Regions from separate parts of the Sus scrofa genome. Here region 1 is linked to region 2. A link is a contact called in public Hi-C data. All regions are on one chromosome and are shown on one strand. Each heading gives the region's core, a stretch centred on a gene start, on an enhancer-like site or on the middle of the called end of the contact. The rest is flanking DNA. Distances are from core to core; before and after follow the strand shown. Region 1 overlaps CD96 (CD96 molecule). Region 2 holds the start of PLCXD2 (PI-PLC X domain-containing protein 2).

Region 1 (4,713 bases), core at 1,165-3,664, 82 kb after region 2:
TGAGGCCACAGGGGATATTTCAGCTAGGCTCTACTCTGCTGCAAATGCAAGGTCAGAGGCCACCCCTGCAGGTTCCTTTGCTGGAGAAACTGGACAGTCTCTCACCCCAGCTGGCCTTGCTGGGGGTGAGGGGACCCTGCAGAGCTTCTTTGAACTGTTTTATCATCTTCCTTTTTGTACACTGGCCTTATTCCACCTTGCTCCAGCAAGCAACTAAGACAATTAACAACTAAGCAATCGGACTTTGGCAGTTATAATTAAAGAGACTTCCACTATTCTTAGGAAACTAAAATTGCACATAATGGAGTTCCTGTCGTGGCTTAGCAGGTTACGAACCTGACTAGTAGCCATGGGGATGTGAGTTTGATCCCTGGCCTCACTCGGTGGGTTAAGGATTCAGCATCGCTGTGAGCTGTAGTGCAGGTCATGGACGCAGCACGGATCTGGCATTGCTGTGGCTGTGGTGTAGGCCAGCAGCTGCAGCTACAATTTGACCTCTAGCCTGGGAATTTCCATATGCTGCACATGTGGCCCTAAAAAGCAAAAAAAAAAAAAAAAAAAAAAAAAAAAAATTGCACATAAGATAGTGGTTACCAGGAAAATGACTAATCTGCGGCTTCCTGCATGATTTTATTCCATTAACTGAACTGTCATTCTGTAGCTTCCTACCCTCATCCCCACTCCCACCATGCCTGACAAGTGTCAAGGCAAACAGAACTCCAGAATAGCCACACCTGTGTGGCTATTCTCCAGCTAACAGTGTGCTTCCCTCTCTAGGGGAGAGAAGGCAGGAGACAGTGACAGGAGGATGGCAGTGAGTCCAGAGAACATAAACTCTTACCAAAAACCTTGACCGTGGTGGAGCTCGCCAAGATTTTGCCAGGCCTGACTACAATGTGGCAAGAGAACTTCTGGTCATCGTCGTGGATTTGGACTGGAGAGAGGTGGAGTGTGTAGTTTGTACCCAGCTTGACTCTGTCTTTAAAAAATGTGGAACTGCTGATGGGGTGATCTTGGGTGATAAGTGTTTCCTGCGTTCCATTACCCTCCTGATGAGACAAAATGGTTACCAGCTTTGAGTACTCAACTCTGCCAGCTCTGGACTAGGTGTTCCACGTGCATGAATTCATTTATACCTTTAACAATAGAGACGATGAATGAGAAAGTGAAATTAAGAGATTCTGGGGAGTTCCCGTCGTGGCGCAGTGGTTAACGAATCCGACTAGGAACCATGAGGTTGCGGGTTCGGTCCCTGCCCTTGCTCAGTGGGTTAACGATCCGGCGTTGCCGTGAGCTGTGGTGTAGGTTGCAGACGCGGCTCGGATCCTGCGTTGCTGTGGCTCTGGTGTAGGCCAGTGGCTACAGCTCCGATTGGACCCCTAGCCTGGGAACCTCCATATGCCGCGGGAGCGGCCCAAGAAATAGCAAAAAGACAAAAAAAAAAAAAAAAAAAAAAAAGAGATTCTGAGTATGTTACTAGAAAAAGTATCATTACACTTGACCTTCAAATAAAAATCAGTCATTCTCTCCTAATACAAATAGAAAATTGCTGCTCTTCCGATTAAAACTTCCCCTACATAACTTTCCATAAGCTGTATATCAGGGGTGAGATTTCGGAAGTAAGCCTTGGGAGCTCATGTCTGATCATAATTCTCATTTCAAGTCTTGAAATCTTGATGCTAAGATGTGCTCAGGAGGCTGTATCAGTTTTGCTTATCAAATCTTCACTGAACTGGGTGATCACAGAAATTCTCTCTTCCCAGAATTCCTTTAGAAAAGGTCTCATTTTAGCTCCCCTTGGAGCCAGGAACAAAATTAGGTAAGAAGAGACTCCTAGGATGCAAAATTTAAGGAGGTCCCTCAGGATTTTATAAGTGCAGGCTGGGCACCTGAGAATCAGTGCCTCCTTAAATGTTGTGCCTTGGCACCTCCTTCCCTCAGCCTAGCTGTGGCCCTGATCCTTCTGCCTTATTTCTGTGTGTGACCTTCAAAGAGGACACATAAAGAGTAGGCTGTAAACATTAATTGGAATTTTGGAGCACAGAGTTTAGCTGGATTACTTGGTTTCTATCCATATCCATTTTTGGGTCTGTGAAAAACAGCCTCCATTATTCTTGCCTTAATCTGAATTTCACTGACGTGGTTCTGGGTGTGCCACAGTGTTGTTCAGCGTCAGTCAAGGGGTTGGGAAAAGGGCCTGGTGAGGAGGGAACTCTTGAGGGGCACAAGGGTGGAGGAAGGGTTGTGTCCTTATATCCCTTTAGTGTAACTCAATATTTTCAACTGCGTCGCTTTGAACACATTCTGATGCACAAGCATCTTCTGTGGAGATTCTAACACAGTTGTTCTGGGATGACTCTCATCCCAGGGCATTTTTTAAAAGATCCCCAGAGGAGCCAGAGCTGAGAACCTACTGGTCTGACTCAAAACCACAGATGAATCATTATGCGCAGGGGTCAGGAGAAATGGAAGGAACTGAAAAGGGTATGTGTCAGGTGGGGAAGAGGTCATGAAATAAGAAAAACAAAGTTCTGTGACTTGGAATCTCTGGTTAAAAAAACAAGAGATTCAGGGTAGAGGGAAGGGAAGCTAGATAAGGGAGAGAATTCAAGGCTGGGCTTGGAGCAGAACTAGTGGGAACAGGAAGGCAGACAAATAATTTATACAGATATTCCCAGAATATCCTTTGTAGAATCCCTTACATAAGACACAATTCTTTTAGGTGAATATAGTGAGGACTGGTATCAGCTTTACCTAGAGATATACAGATAATACCATCAGCAGAGAACACAACCCACTTAGGACAAAGTATATACCTTTATACCTACGTAAAGAAGGACCTAAGAGTCTTCTTAATGAGGAAGGGTACAGAAAATGAAAAGGAGAGAGCTTATGTTCGGAGACGGGCCCCAAAGGAGCTCTAAGGATTGGGTGGTGCCAGCAGAAGAAAGATGAGAGCATTTCACTCAGCGTCTGCAGAGCAGGAGGCCAGCAATTAAGGAGGCAGGCTCCCCCTGCAGGTTCTTTAACACAAGCTAAGTTTTACAGCTCCTGTTCTATGCACAGGGACTGCTTTTGTATGACTTGGAGTTCAGAATTCTTGGCCTTTCAGTAAATGTCTTGCCAGTTGGAACATTTCCATCTGTCACTTTGTTGTTGAAAAAGGGCAGTCAGAGGCTGAGGATGGTGACTGATGAAAAAAACTGCTTTTCCGTTATTGTGCAGTAGGGGTGACTGAACGGAGTTGTTTAATTGAAAGAGAAAAGATATTTTTAAAAAATTAGGCATAGGGTTTTCTGTTTGTTCGTTTTCTGGGAGTCTGACTATTGTGGAGGAAAGACTTCTTCCTTTGTTTGGAAGGATAGATTCTGTTGGAAAGTGTGCCCTGTAACCTACAGCATCAGGGAATCCTGAGAGATGTTAGAGGCCCTAGATATAAAGGGGTAGGACAAGAACCTGCACGTGAGCGTCTGCCTTCAGGGAGCAAATGGGAGGAGAGGTGAGAAAAGACTTTACAGGCAACCAATGAAATAAATATCTACCCATGGAAGAGGGAGAAGCAATATTAATATTATGCTATATCCACTACTAAATTTCTATATTATTATTAGGCACTGCTTAAATTTACTTAGCATCTACTGTGTTTTAGGCACTGCACCAAGTACTTTTAAGTCTTACCTTATTTACTCCCTTACAATAATCTGGAATAAAATGAAGTTAAGTAGCTTGCTCGAAAGTCACACAAAGAAGGTACTTAAGTCATAGCATCAAATAAGGGACAAGTATGCCTCAGAGACAGCACATATTAATAAAACCTAATCATCATGAAACAAACAAAAATTTTTGTGGCTTATCTGGAATGAAAAAAAATTTTTTAAATTCCAGGAAGCCAGAGGAATTTGGAGATTATAAATTGGAGATTACAGAATGAACAATTTGTTAACTGAAAGGAGCCTTTGGCGATAGGGGTTAGAGAATATACCTCAACTCCTGATAATAATGATTCTAGGTAGCCTGTTCTGCAGGAAACAGACTGGTAGGGGGTCTTGTACAGTCCTTATTTTTTCCCAGTTTTCTTTTTCTTATTCTTTAAAGAAAAGACTTTGATAAATTTTCTAATATTTATAAATATTTCTAAAACTTCATGGGATTTTCAACTTGGTAGACTCTTACAATTAAACAAGGAATGTAAATCAAAAGAGCTAAGACACTTACATGAGTTCTAATTCTCAGTAGATGTTCATTTAATACCAGCTCCCCACCCACCAGCCTCCCCTGGATCAACCTGGTGTGAATTCATGAGTTTTTACTCTCTGCCTGGCTAAACTGAAGAATTATGGCAAGTCCTAAAATGAACACTTTAAAAATTAGTTTTTAATATGTTGAACATAGGTACAGTGCTAAGTTATTTGGTACTTTATAGAAAAACCATGGGGCCAGTACTATAATTGCCCCCTTTTGCGGATGATAGAACTAAAACTCAGGCTAGGCAACACAGCCAAGGTCATAGAGAATTCTGAGGCAAGAGGAAAATGTGTGGTTCTTCATGCACTTATCAAAATATTCTCCCATATTTTGGCTCCGTGGAAAAAGTTTTTTAAAAAACCTCTACAATTTAACATTTAGAAAAATGACTACACAAAACCATGTGTTGCTCAATCTTTTCTCCTGCCATGTCAATCTTCAGACCCCGCCCGTGGGGGGCACATTGCC
Region 2 (4,740 bases), core at 105-2,604:
ACCTTATCACACCTAATGACTGCCTGTGATGAGCACCTGCATTCTCTATTTCTGGCTTTTTCAGCAACAAAAATATGTGTTTTTATACTCAGTCCTGGTTCTGAACCTATTCTTAATGCTAATCCATTTTTTGTTTCTCTCCCCACTAGGCAAGGTCAGATAAATGAGAAAGGAAATACCCTACAGTATTAATTTTGATCCAGATCTAAAATTGTTAATGACTTTATATTCATTACCCTTGATATCTCCTTTTTGAGTGATTTCAAGTAAACGAACCTCTTACAGACCCTGGTCCCACAATTAAGAAGTTAATGTTCTTAGAATGAGGCTTTCAAGTAAAAACAAAACAAAAAGACCCAAACAAACAAACAAAAAATGGTGCTTCTGTTCTCTTGAGTCCTCTTAAGTCCAATGATGCAGAGGACTTAAATCTCTTTACAGCAGCCGCATCAGTGTTAAGTTTTTGGTTGGAAATAAAAAGCGGTTTAGTTAAGGTCACTGACAATTACTTTCTCAGCACAATGGAAATGCAGCCCAACCCATTAACAACACTAAAATGGCAGAAGCAAACACAGTGGGAACAAGTAGGAATAGAAGAATACCTGGGATTGCCAGATGGGAAAGGGGTACGTTGTGGAGGTGAGGAGGGAGTGAGGCCATCCAGTCAGCATTGCAGACCTCCAAGGATGTCTTTGTCCCGCTGGGGTTGGGGGAGCAGATGGTCCCCATCCTGAGTTTCCTCCTAACCTTCCTAACTGCTAGCATCCCTCTCTGTCAGTCAACTGCTGAGGCTCAGCCCAGTGCCACTCACTCAGCGATCATCATTGCCCGGGCTCTCGAGCATTTTAGGGCCACCTTTGTCACGCTAGCCTGCTCAAAAGGCCTTTCAGGTGGGGAGACGGGGCAAATAGGTGGTTCCCTAGCCCCCAGCACCTGCAGTCCCCACCCTCTCTGGCCCAGCCGCTGTTCTACTCCCTTAATCTGCTGAAACCCGGCTCCGCTAAACTTCTTAGGTTCCTCCTCTGACGCCAGAGGAAGGTAGGCCCCTCGAAATAAATCATGCAAAAACTGAACGTCCCATGAGCAACCACGCCCGGAGGCACTCACACGACAGGTGCCCACATCGCAAATAGTCCTGCCGGTGGTTCTGTAATACACACGTGAGCGCCCGGACGCACCATCCTTAGCCTGACTTATGCTTCTGTGTGTGTCACTGGGCTGGCACATAAGCTGGGCCTGCCTGCTACCTCTCCCCGGTTCCTCCGCACAGGTTCCCCTACCCTGTGGCTTCCGAAGGCGCTCAGAAGTGTAACCGGCGGCACCAGGACTCCCGGCAGCCCCGCCCCGCACTGCCGGGCAGATTTGCCGGGCGAGGCGGCCAGTGATTGGTCGCTGACGGAGGGCGCTCCGATTGGCCCGCGCCCTCCCGGGCTGCCCCTTCGAGCTGCGCCCACCCCTCCGCTGCCCGGCCTACCCCCTGCGTTACTCCCGCCTTCTGCGCGTAGCCAGCCACTGCCATAGGAACTGCAGGCAGGCAAACCAACACGCTTGGGCCCAGTCAGGTCTAGGGTCGGGCAGGTCTTTCCACAGCCTTCTTTACGGAATCAGCATTCAGATGTTAAACGCAGCCTTTCTTCCTTCTTCCTCCTAAATACACACACACACACACACACTCTCTCTCTGTCTTACAGAGAGAGTATTACATACCTTATAAACCATAGAGGCGGCAGAAATATGAGAGGTAAAGAAACTAAGGTGCAGTGTATCCTATTTGGATGGTTTGTGTCTCCACCATAACCTAATTCATATTCACCCACACGACCCCTCTACAGAGAAAGAAATAATGATACTTTATGCTTGCATCGCCTGTTTGGAATCTTCTTCCAAATTTTTTGTCCCATTTGCTCTTCACAGCATTCCCAGAAGTAGGGAGGGTTGCGGATCAGATCCCCTTTTCATAGACAGTAAAGCCAGAGGCCCTTCTGGGACCAGTTCATGTGGTGGCCTATTTTGAAATCCCATTTTGGAATGAGATTCCATTTTTGGAATGAGCCCCAAGCTCAGCCCATTTCTCTGCTTTCCACAACATTCCCTACACCTTCAAATGATCCTTTTCCATGTTGTAACCCAAAGGATCGCTAATGCTAAGAGAACGTCTCACGTTGGTGATAATCACAGGAACAAATTGGAAAACAGGCAAATCAAGAACCTGACCTTGGTGGGGCCCTGGACTTCAAGCCAGGCAGCTCTTCAGTGGCTCAGGATGGGCTCATGGGAAAAGGAAACAGCAGCCTGTGCCAGCAGAAGACTTGCAGATCAATCTATACCTGCAATCTATATATAGGTATAGATTGATCTGCAGGTCAGCTGACATAATGGCCCAGTGGCCCCACCCCATGTCCTAGGTAAAACTACACAGCAGCAATGCAGTTACTTTTCCAGGACTAACTCCTGCTGCCTATTGCCTCCTTTTGGCATCTTATTAAATTTCCTCTGCTGGGCTATTATTAACATTCATTGAAACCTGCTTTTCAGCCTTTTGAGCTACGTAATATTACCAGTTTTTCTTTTTTTTTTTTTCCTGGAGGAGTATGCCTTGGTTAATAGAAAGAAAGGCTATACTACTTATCACAGAGCTTCTGATGCTTCAATAGCACTTCAATGTAGTGCTCTACATAGTGGGAATATGTCACCTACCTGTTTAAATCAATGAAATTCATCCCCAGTTCTACCCGCAAATCACACTATGAAGGAATATCCCAAGATTTACTTTTGAAATGTCATCTTTCTGGGCTTCCCTTTAACTTAATTTTTTTTTTTAATTACCAAACACAAATTTTATGAAAGCCGCCTAAGGCAAACAAAATGTGTTCTTTAAGCTTTACTGTGGAATGCTAATTTCAATGACTTTTCCCCTTATTTTTCAGCTCTTAATGGAAAGAAGGAGCATAATAAGAAAGCATTAAACCTTAGACTTCGTGACATCATTGCGTGAGAACTTGAAAACAAGAGTAGAACCACTTCAGAATGAGATGTTTTGTACCTCTGACAGCTTTCGGTTTGTCTAAGAAAACCATTCAAAAGAAGGCAACACTCTCTCTATACCTTGAGTCGGTCCTGGAAGAAATTTTGCAGGTGAAAACACAGTCTTGGCATATAGCAGGTGCTCTATAAATACCTGTTAGAAGGGAGATGCTTGATAAAACGTGTTCTGCTGGGTTCTAGGTAGTACCTTAGAGCCCTGCTTTTCAACCTTTAATGTGCAAATCAACCATGTTCTGATTGAGTTGGTCTGAGATAGGCATGAGATCCTGTTTTTCTTTTTTCTTTTTTTGTTTTTTTGCCTTTTTCTAGAGCCCCATCTGTGGCAAATGGACATTTCCAGGTTTGGGGTCTAATTGGAACTGTAGCCACCAGCCTACGCCAGAGCCACAGCAACGCGGGATCTGAGTCACATCTGAGACCTACACCACAGTTCAAGGCGCTGGATCCTTAACCCACTGATCGAGGCCAGGGATGGAACCCACAACCTCATGGTTCCTAGTCGGATTCATTAATCACTGAGCCATGACGGGAACTCCAGATTCTGTTTTTCTAACATGATTTTAGCTGATGCAGCCCACACTGAGTAACAAACACCTTAGGAAACAAGCTCATCATGGCTAGGTGAGAATATGTATTTCATTGTTTCTCTTTTCCAAGGCCTTATAATACTTTTATTACTTTTATAATAAAAAAATTTTGTATTAAGAGTCCCAGCTAAGAATTTCTAAAGAATTAGAGAATAATTGTTTTGTCATATAACATAATGGAAACCAATTTATGAGTGTAATTTTTATACTCTACCACAATTTCTTTGGAAAAACTAATTTTAAAATAAAGATGAATAGGTACAGGAGTTCCCGTCAAGGCTCAGCAGTAATGAACCCAACTAGTATCCATGAGGACATGAGTTCGATCCCTGGCCTCGCTCAGTGGGTTAAGGATCAGGCATTGCATGAGCTGTGGTATAGGTGGAAGATGCAGCTCAGATCCCACATTGCTGTGGCTGTGGTGTAGTCAGGCAGCTGCAGCTCTGATTTGACTCCTAGCCTGGGAACATATGCTATGTATGCGGCCCTAAAAAAATTAATAGTTGCCATTTGGATAGTTAATATATTCTTAATACTATATTATGAAATTTATCAAACAGAAAATAGACTAAATAGGAGGACTGAAATTTTAAATCAAGTCAATTTTAATTAACAATGACAACCAAGGGAGTGTTTATTATGTACAAATCATTTTGATAGAGGCTGGCGATGGAAGAAAAGCTAAATAAAAGTTGAATCTGATGGACCTCAGATAATATATAACCCAGGAGAAAAGAGAGTCAAATATGTGAATTACAAAATGTAATGAGAGGCTGAATGAAGGGATAACAGAGGCGCAAGTGGAGGACAGGAAAGAGGTGTCCATTTTGATGGAGGATGGGCCCAGGGATGCATTATTAGAGGAGGTGGCATTTGAGCTAGGTCTGGAGTTCTGAGAAAAGTTTCTGCAAGTGGAAAATGGATGGAGGGTTTTGGCATGAGAAAGGGGTCATGTAGCTGAAAAAACATAAGCAAACGCAAGTATAAGCAAAGCTGACAATGAATGGGGGATGTGAGAAACAGAAAAAACACAAGCGTGGCAGCACATAGAATACATGGGAAACATAACTCATTTACTATCACTGAACCTTCACCAGAACCCAGTGAG

The links. A called contact is a pair of places that touch in the nucleus more often than the background predicts.
Region 1: a contact with region 2 is called in a Hi-C map of embryonic fibroblasts, with 2.1 times the contacts expected there. The contact joins the enhancer-like site here to the promoter of PLCXD2 in region 2. A contact is called at or near these places in 1 of 5 promoter capture datasets (liver), 4 of 47 Hi-C or Micro-C datasets (embryonic fibroblasts, fibroblasts and subcutaneous adipose tissue) and 1 of 2 datasets of contacts at active chromatin or transcription factors (alveolar macrophages).

The regions. Positions count from the first base shown.
Region 1 is chr13:148,167,372-148,172,084 of Sscrofa11.1, forward strand. CD96 (CD96 molecule) reads right to left here. Exons shown (of 14, transcript NM_001243480.1): 4 at 842-1,049. Among named protein-coding and RNA genes, the nearest start is that of ZBED2, 13 kb to the left of the region's middle. Within about 2 kb of position 2,415, at least 11 of the 83 cell types and tissues checked have an H3K27ac peak or open chromatin away from gene starts, as enhancers often do. A contact at or near this core is called in alveolar macrophages and embryonic fibroblasts, where this site is marked.
Region 2 is chr13:148,086,412-148,091,151 of Sscrofa11.1, forward strand. It overlaps PLCXD2 (PI-PLC X domain-containing protein 2), which reads right to left and starts at 1,355. Exons shown (of 4, transcript XM_003358819.4): 1 at 603-1,355. The coding sequence starts at 765.